Linked DNA regions of Mus musculus: region 1 is linked to region 2. Evidence: chromatin contacts called from public Hi-C data. All regions are on one chromosome and are shown on one strand. Each heading gives the region's core, a stretch centred on a gene start, on an enhancer-like site or on the middle of the called end of the contact. The rest is flanking DNA. Distances are from core to core; before and after follow the strand shown. Region 1 overlaps Gm4827 (predicted gene 4827). Region 2 overlaps Gm31494 (a long non-coding RNA gene).

The links. Hi-C and Micro-C count contacts between places; a contact is called where the count stands out from the background.
Region 1: a contact with region 2 is called in a Hi-C map of cerebellar granule neurons, with 1.9 times the contacts expected there. The contact joins two enhancer-like sites. A contact is called at or near these places in 3 of 484 Hi-C or Micro-C datasets (cerebellar granule neurons, cerebellum and cerebral cortex) and 3 of 115 datasets of contacts at active chromatin or transcription factors (embryonic stem cells, large pre-B cells and oligodendrocyte precursor cells).

What each region holds. Positions count from the first base shown.
Region 1 is chr16:50,043,287-50,048,055 of GRCm38.p6, forward strand. Gm4827 (predicted gene 4827) reads right to left here. Exons shown (of 4, transcript NR_045935.1): 2 at 2,480-2,754. Among named protein-coding and RNA genes, the nearest start is that of Gm32101, 4.0 kb to the right of the region's middle. Within about 2 kb of position 2,670, at least 139 of the 459 cell types and tissues checked have an H3K27ac peak or open chromatin away from gene starts, as enhancers often do. A contact at or near this core is called in cerebellar granule neurons and cerebellum, where this site is marked.
Region 2 is chr16:49,613,339-49,618,161 of GRCm38.p6, forward strand. The region is part of intron 2 of Gm31494 (a long non-coding RNA gene); the gene reads right to left. Among named protein-coding and RNA genes, the nearest start is that of Gm31494, 29 kb to the right of the region's middle. Within about 2 kb of position 3,108, at least 39 of the 459 cell types and tissues checked have an H3K27ac peak or open chromatin away from gene starts, as enhancers often do. A contact at or near this core is called in cerebellar granule neurons and cerebellum, where this site is marked.

The sequences.
Region 1 (4,769 bases), core at 1,420-3,919, 430 kb after region 2:
TTAGAAGCCAGTGACTAGGAAATCACAACCAATAATCCGTTTAACAAATACTCGTTGAATGCCATGTATAAGCCAGGCATTATCCTAGAACCCAAAGAGAAGGTCGAGAACAGGGAAGACATGGGGCTTGTACTGTAATGTGTGAGAACAAACTAAATTGCAATGGTAGATCATTGCTATGTTTTAAACAAATAAAAGCTAGTCTGAGGAGGTAGCTCATTTTGTAAAGGCACTTGTCCCCAAACCTGGACAATTGAATTCGATCCATGGGATTCACATAGTGGAAAGAGAAAAAGAAATCCCTCACACACATTGCCCTTGGACCTACACATGTGTACTAACACACACACACATATACACACACACACTACACACACACACAGAGTCAGTCAGTCAATCCATCTACATAAAATAAAGCATTGTGAGATAAAACAAAACAAAACAATGTGGTTAAATTTTGGAGAGGCAGAAGGGCCCTACTCTATGAGCTCAGAGTAGAATGATATGAAGCGCTTTTGAGACTGTCTGATATCCAAGGTCATTTACAGAAAGGGAAAAGCCAGGGCTGGAACTGGAGAAAGGAGGAGCTGAAAGGTTCGAGCCCCATGGAGAAATGATGAAAATGTGCTGTGGTGGAGCCGGATTCCAGCGCTGTCTGAGATACAGCAGGGTAGGCAGCAACCGGAGGGCACATGTGTTCATTGCTTCTCTTGTGTCTATGAGCAGATACAAAGACAACTTAAGGAAGTAGTCATTGTAGTTGATCACTGTTTGAAGGAGGGTATGGGAAAGTATGGCCCAGGGAGTGTAGGGGTCTAGACACCCATATATGAATGTATGAATAATACTGTGTCCTTCATCAGAAAACAGAGAGTGTGCATGCTCATTATTTAAATTACGTGTATGGGAGTGTCTGTGTGTGCCTATGTATTCATTAGACTTAAGTGCCAGTGGCATCAGAGTTACAGGAGATTGTTAGGTCCCACAGCATGGGTGCTGGGAACTGTGCCAGTTTCTCTGCAAGAACAGGAAGCCCTCTTAACTGCCCAGCCATTTCTTCAGCCTCCCTTGATTATTCAGCCAGAGACCTCAACCCATGGAATGATACCACCTGCCTTCATGACACACCTCAGCTCCTCCTTGGTTAAACCTCTCTGGAAGCAGACACATCCAAGGGACACACAACTCCCAGGTCATTCCAAGCCCAGTCAAAATGACCCTGAAGATAAACCCCAGCAGACTACATTCTGGCTATGGGAAAGAACATCATCTAACCAAGGCAGGACAGCCAGGGCTACACAGAGAAACCCTGTCTCGAAAAGAAAAAAAAAAAGGAATATCTGATTTACATTTTAAAAGACCAATCTGGTTGCTACAGTGGCAAGTGAAGCCCCTCTTTGGGGAAAGGTGGCAGTAAGAAACTGCCGACAAGATATTTTGGGTATCCAGGTGAAAGCTGATGAATGGTGGCTTGTCCCCGAGAGGAGCTGCAAAGATGGCGAGGAAGCGACAGATGCAGACTATTTTGGAGGTAAGCCAACAAGAATTGGAAGGGGATGGAAGATACTATTTCTAAATAAAGAATACAACAGTTCCTATCTTTAGTTCAAAAGCCTTTTATGTCAAATGATATAGCAGCTAATAGATCCACTCTAAAAATATACTTAATGTACATTTATGCTAATATTAAAGTTCTTTAGGCCTTTAAAGTTTTTCTATCATAAAAATAGTGCATGCTTATGAAAGAAAAATTCCAGATACAGAAAAACAAAAGTTAGAATATTATATATATATATATATATATATATGATACAAGTTTTTTTTTCTGAAAAATTATGGTTTGATCTTGCATTGTGAGGGCGCCAAATCAAATTCCTTTCTCTTTCTCTGTCCCTGTCCCTCCTCTCCCTCTGTCTGTCTGTGTGTGTCTCTCTCTGTCTCTGTCTCTCTCTGTCTCTGTCTCTCTGTCTCTCTGTCTCTCTCTGTCTCTCCCCCCCCTTCTGTCTCTGTTTTTTTTTTCTCTCTCTCTCTCTCTCTCATTTGAAAAACTGCAGTTTAACCACAGCAACACAATAGCTTCCTGTAGATCTATTTTGTGTATCAGAGATACCTTCCCGGGGGGCAGACTGGGGCTAGTGGAGTTCCACCTCTCCCAGACCTTAACTTAAGAACTTCACTGGCCTGCTACACAAATCTATATCTATTCCTGTTTTGATGGGGAGGAGGAGGAGGAGGAGGAGGAGGAGGAGGAGGAGGAGGAGGAGGAGGAGGAGGAGGAGGAACCCCAGTTATTGACAGCAACATTTGCCTGAGCAAGGATGAATAATTCAGGTCAGTGGGGGAGCTAGTTGGAAAACCTTTTAAAAGGGCAGTCAAGCCTGTGTTTAGAATCCAGCTGATGTGTGGCCTGTTTCTGTAGGAGGGCCCTTGAGTTCTGTTATTTTTAATGCATTTGCCCTATACCCCTCCGCAAACTCACCCATGCACTAGGTTCCCTATTTGACCTTGTCAATTTAAAACTTAGGATGCGGTCGATTGCTGCACGGGATTGGCGAGAGTGAGTGGTTAGGGGACACAGCAGGGGCACGGGACCCTAAGGTCCTGCGCAGAGAGAAGAGCCGAAGGCTAGGCTGGTCTTTCAGCAGCGTCCCATCCCAGGCTGGTGAGGTAGCGCGAGCCAGTGAGCTGTAAAGTGGCAGGAACCTCCGCGCAGCATCCTCTCCCCTGCCGCGCGCAGTAATGGATCTCTGCGTCCTAAAAGAGGAAGATAATACCGGGTTTAGCTTATAAATAGATGGTTGTATGCTCTCCCTGCGAAGCATTGATTGAGACAGCCAAGCTGACTATTGATCTAATTTTAACTTACATTTTAGCCCTCACGCTCCCGCCTTCCTGTCAGTGCTCCGGTGAGTGACCGGCATTAGCCAGTGAAACCGCTAGAGGGCGAGCCGCTTGCCTCCTGGGCTCTATGGGTCTGGCCTCTATTTATGCAGACTAAACAATGCTAGCCTTCATCGAATCTGAAAGATAGGAGTTTGCTTTTCTCGCGCTGGGATGACCTCATCACTGATGAAAGTCAGAGAAAAGCATAGAATTGGACGACTGGCAGCAGAGAGAGATAAAGCTTGCAGTTAACCTCCTCCCACTCCACCACTTCCACAGAACACCAGGCATGTGCTTCCTACCCAAACCTGGTGAAACAGTGAGGGCAGACGAAGGGAATGAGAAGTTCTCGCAGTTGTCACTCCTGTGAAACAATCACGGTGTAAAAAGTTCATACTGCCTATGCCCTGCCTTTACTGAGATGTCACTAAATGCCAGTACGAGGCCGACCTCCAGGCAAGTGACTTAATTTAAAAATATATTATTTCAGGCCAGCCTAGGCTAGAAACTGAGACCCTGTCTCAAAACAGCCAAAACAAACAAAACACTATATATGTGTGTGTATTCATTATTTCTAAACATAATTCATATTGTCAAGGTTTAATGAATACCAGCAATTTCATACTAGTGGTTTATGTAGCTCAAATCTTGTGGTATTAATAGGGTTGGGAATTGAAGCCCACCACTTTCTCGTTCATTACCTTTTGAATCATGGAGTATTGGATACAATGTGTGGGGGTGCCAGCTATGATCAGGTTAGGCTGATCTAGATCAGGCTAGCCTATGGGCATGCCTGGAGGGGCTTTTTTCCTACTTAGGTTAAATGGAAAGACCCAGCTCGGTGTACACAGTACTATTCTCTGGCATTTGGGTCCTAGGCTGTATTAAGTAAAGCAAGGAAAAAACCCCACCAGAAACAGAATGCATACCTCTCCAGACGTTCCCACCTCGCCCTGAGCTTCCTCAGCATTTAGACCTGCCTTTCCTGATTGAATAAAACATTATTCGTAAGAGCTAGTGGCTGCCAAGCATCTGTTTCAGGTCAGGCATTGTGCTTGCCATTATAATTACATTCATTACCTCATTAAATCCTCAAGAAAACCTATCAGATTCTATTATTAACTCATTTTAGAGCTTAAGAAGCAGGCTACAGTCTTTGCCTAAAGTGGAGTACCTAGAAAGGGACAGAATCCTTGTTGATTCTGTGAGGGATTGCCTAGATCAGGCTAGCCTGTGGGCATGCCTAGGAGGGGCTTTTTTCTTTCTTAGATTAATTGGTGTGGAAAGACCCAGCCAACCGGCCCGCTGTATGCAGTGTCTCTGGGGTTGAGTCCTGGGCTGTATTAGAGTAAAGCAAGCAAGCACAGGTGAATTTATTTCTCTCTGCTCTAGACTGCGGATGTGCTCCGACTAGTTGCTTCAAGCTCCTGCCAGTGTGACTTCCCCCCAAAATAATGGACTATAAGCTGGAATTGTGAGCTAAAATAGGCCCTTTCTCCCATAAGTTGTTTTTTTATATCGGGATATTTTATCCCAGCACCAGAAACGGAAGTAGGACAACCATCATGTTGCTAGGTAGCCGGTTAGATATTAGCAGGATGAGAGGACATTCAGGCTGGGCTACCTTCTCAGAATCAGCAACGTGGAAAAGCAAAGAACTGGAGCTTCCTCACCACATCTCTGGCCCTGGTGCGATGCTCTGAAATGCCAGGATATGATTAATGGGTAACCGTGAAAACCTGGCTCAGGAACTCTAAACCTTATAAGGTTACTGTATAGCAGGAAACCTTCTGATAAAGAGCAAGTCGCCACATAAACAGTCACAGAGGCACACACCTATGATCCAGTTCTCAAGAAGAGACAGCAAGAGGACCGGAAGTTTAAGG
Region 2 (4,823 bases), core at 1,858-4,357:
TTTGCATCTATATTATGGTGGACAGTAATATTTATTGTAATATATGATATGTGATATGGAATACATGATATATGATATAATATATAATATTATAATGTATAATATATAATGGTGTCAGACTATATGATATATAGTAATGTCACAAGTTACACCCATAAAGACTCACCAACATGAGTACCTAAACATATATTCTATATTCTATTTTATATCATATAATCACATATTATACTATATATTTATAAACAGAAAGCAAATTGAGTGTGAACCAAATGGCTGAGTTGGAGAGTCAGCTGTAGATTGTGAAATTATACACTAGTGGATGGTAGATTGCATCAGAATCCAGTAATACAGATGATCTGCACTGACAGAGCAGTTAGAACAAAGCTTGTATGCACCTCAGGGACTTAGAACAAAATTTGTATGCCCTTCAGGGATTCAGCAGTAAGGCGATGATAGTAGCCACAGTATGTGAAGAAAGAGCCACAGAGTACCTCTGAGCCAACATCACAGGAGACACATGCCTTAATTCAATAACTGCTTAGCAAAGACATTTAAAAGACACCCAGCAGTAAAACAAAAGAGGAAAAAATGACAGAATAGCACCAGAAATTTGCAAGTTTAACAAAACAGGTAAGAAGTAGCTGACTCGGTAGACCTAGGGAAAATAATATGTATATAGTACAAGATATACGAGAGAGTCAACTACTTTGTGTGAGGGCATCCAAAAGTCATAGATGGTATTTTTGGATCTGGTTAGGGAAGATGGGTGTGAGAGGAAAATTAAGAGAAAATGGCCTTCTCTGAAGACAGTTTCTTATAGCCATCCAATACCTAAAAGAGGCGTCCTTCCCAGTTAATAGGTGCTGTGAGGTTGAATCTCCTAGTAATGTCAGAAGCTACACCCATAAAGTCACACCAAAATGACTGCCTAACCATGAGCTAACAAGGCCGGCAGCAATGGACAAACAGGAGAGGAGAAGCCCAAGAAGCCTCAACCTTATTCAAACAACTATAGGCAGCTAAGGGACGCAGAGACTGGAAAAAAGTCTTTCCTGGGAACGTGCACACCAATGCGTTATCCAACACCAAATGACCATCCCTGAAAACATACATACAAGTGATATTATACAGACTGAGCAGGTAGAGCTTATATTTAGGAGTGTGTGTGCGCTTGCATGTGTATGTGTGCGCACATGCATAACAACACTTAATGAAAAAAGAGAGACCATGAAGTTGAAAAAAAAAGCAGTGAGGAGTATAGGAGAGAGCTTAAGGAAGGAAAGAGAAGTGATGGTGTAATTAGAAAAATGTATTAACATACAATAAAAGAAATAATTTGAAAATGCTCAAAAAAATTAAAAAGTAGGTTCTATGTCCTGCCTGGTGATAACATCTACACGTGAGAAAAAAGAAAAAGTGCATCAACATTACCATCACCATCACCATCATCACCATCACCACCATCATCACCATCATCATCATTGACCTCCCTAAGACGAGCTGGGTAGCACTCAAACTATCCAGGAATTTGCTTGAAGGGTCAGTGGTGGGAGAGGGAGTTGAGGATGAACTAGATATGTTTTGTACTAAGAGATGCCTTTGTAGAAGAGTTGATCCATATGGTCTGACCCCTCTGCTGTGCCAAAGGAAGGAGCGCAGAATGCTTCCTCACCAGTTGGCTGAAGGAGAGTGGAAGGGAAGGCTCTCAGCTGTTAGAGATTTTTAAAAATGGAGACAAGCCAGGAAAAATAGCAGACACCTTTAATCCCAGCACTGTGAGGGCAGAGGCACGTGCACTTCTGTGAGTTTGAAGACACATTAGTCTGCATAGGGAGGTCCAGAATGCCAAACCCTGCCTACAGTTTAAAAAACAAACAAAACAAACAAACAAACAAACAAACAAACAAAAAGGACCAGATGTTATTATACCATTTAAGAGGGAATAACTGGACATTTCTCTCTTGGTCCTTTCCTCCATCCATGTTGCCAAGCCATTGTGCCCACTCTGGGAGATATCTGGAGGCTTGTTCCCTACAGAAAATAAAAACCTAAAAACGTGAATATCCGCGTTAATAAGATCGAATAGTTAACGAATCCACTGCTGAATAGAGGGGTATTTGGCACTCCCCTGCCTGAACCTCCTGTAACAAACCCGGATGAGAAGCGTGGTCCAGAGTACAGGCTCCTGTAGCCTTCTATGAGCGTCTCAGATTCCCGTTCTTAATACTAAGACGATGCAGTGACTTCCAGGTACCAGGAGGGAAGCTATCGTGGAAGACAGAAATTAAAACACGAGAGTATCTTCCATCAAAAGACACCCTGAGTTAAACAAATATGTAGGCACGAAATCAACAAATATGGGACTGCCTGAGACAAAACTGCCGTGAACATCCCCAGGGAGAATAAAAATGCTGCCTCCAGTGTAAGGAGCACATCACGTGTTTCAAGATTGGAAACAAGAGCAGCGCTGAAATCACTAGGAAAGGAGAAAGCAGAGGAAGGCTGCTTGACAGTAGAGGAAAAAGATACGGAGGCACAAAATCGGAGAAAAGGAACGCTGCTGACAGCTTCCGAAAAGCTGGGGGAGGGGCAGAAAGAAGAGAAAGAGAAAGAGAACAGAAAGTGATGATAAACTACTACCCAAAATTCCCAGAAGGTATAAAGTAAAGTTTCTATTATTAAAATACAAAGACAGGAAAAACCTTACTGAACAGAAGCAGTCGATGGAAAAACTCAAGAGTCTTCATTCTGATATTTCAGAACACAAGGGGGAAAAAACTCTACATACTCCCTGGAAGAAAAAGATCGCGGATCATAATGGCTTTCCCCTTCACAACAGCGTGACTTTCAAGCCAAAGGGAAATACCGTGCCATGGGGCATTCTAGTGGAAGATGACATCTAAGCCAGAATTACCTCCAACTCAAAGCGTATGAGGGCAGAACGACATGTTCAGACTTACACAGTCTTCAGAAAATAACCATCGTCCCCTTGCGGAAGAAGCCGCAGAAAGCGCTCCGCCAAAGAGGATGTAAAAACAAGAAAGGAGAGAAGGAATGGCCTGGGAAAGAGCAGTCCCCACAGGCCAATGATCTCCAGGAGAGAAAGCAGACATCCGAACGTGTGGTCTGGAAAACAGCCCAGAATAGAGCAGGGTGAATGGAGACAGACAGACTGTCTGGTGATAGAACCATTTTTCAAACGCCTGGGGGAAAGCTCTGGACAGGCAGGCCCACATAAGAAGCTGGTGATCTTGAGAACAGGTTAAAAATCTCCTGCTGTCTTTTCCAGGTCTCGCTGGCAAAGCCCGCTGTACAGAACATTTATCTTCCTCTGCAAAGTGTTCTGCTCTGGCTTACTTCCGAGAGTAGGAAAAGGATCCTGGGAGCTTAGAAACAAGGGATGCAGGACAGCCCTACCAATCTGTGCTTAGTACTTGCTTTGTATTGTTTGTTTGTTTGTTTGTTTGTTTGTTTCAAACTCATCATTGATAATTGGGTTGAAATTTCCTAAAATTCAACTCAGGGTCTCTCCTACATATCTGTAACTCTTATAAACTCACAGGACCCAGTTCATCTTACCCTGGATACTCTCACGTAAAAGTAACACCCATATTCTTTTCATAAAACTGAATTTAAGATTTTTTTCCAAATGTAATTTTTTTATATATTACATGTAGAAACACACCCACCTTATCATGAACCTACCAAGAAACCATGAGAAAGCTAAAGAGACATCCTAAATTCTGCTCTCGGGGAGATTCTAAATTTTGGAACATAACTTCTGTGGATGATTCAAAAGTCATCTATCACTTTTTGGATTGTACACTTAATGTTTTACACATCACTTCACCTATAGAAAATAAACAATGAAAGGAATGAAGCCTGTGCAGACAGCCATGCCCAGAGTCCAAATTGAAACTCCCTGTATGACTTGGCAACACAATAATACTACTTGTAGAGATTTGGATAAAAAGTAGTGTATAAAAATATAAAGATCTCGTTAAACCAGAAATCTATAGGTTATAAAAATAGAAACCGAAATTTGCCTTTCATATTTAATGCTTGTGCAAAGTGCCATTTTACCACGAGAGACGGAGTTCACTGACATAAGTCAAGTTCACATTATATACTAATGTGATATATACATTATCACATTATATAATGCCCACGTGATGAGTGCATGCAGCTAACGCCACAGCTCATGTGATCAGTGCATGCGTTGCTTTTCCTCTACTCCCCAAGGACAACTGATGAATATCTGTTCAGAACATGCATTCGGAGACTGCGCTGTAGAAGCTGCTAATACAAGTGCCTTAATGACGATTAATTCTATCAATATTGAAGGACTTGCTAACTAGCATAAGAGATGTTCAGAACATGTTTTCACCTGTGAATGAACAAACACATCTGTTCCTGCATAGAAATGTAATAGAAGCCTGTGACTCTACGAGTACTTCGATTAGCATATTTCAGTGGTTTCCTCTAGGGATTTCCTCTCCCAAAGAACATCTAGTCCATAAGAGATCAGAGCGCTGGTAGACACAGGGTTGCCACCAATAGAGTTCATGGGTTTTAATAGTCGCTTGCTGAATGCATGCCATACTTGGGGTTCTTTTGAGAAGCAGATGTACTGATGCAGCAGGTAATATTGAGGGAACACTCATTAGGGGAAGGAAGTGGTTCTAGAGGACAGGATGAACCTGTGATGTGAGACAGGGAAGAAAGGTCTCAGATATCAGCAGAGTTCCAAAGAAGTTTTAGTTGGACCAATGGTGAAGACTTACTCCAGACTCCTAGGCACAAGAATGTCCTCGTACATGCTG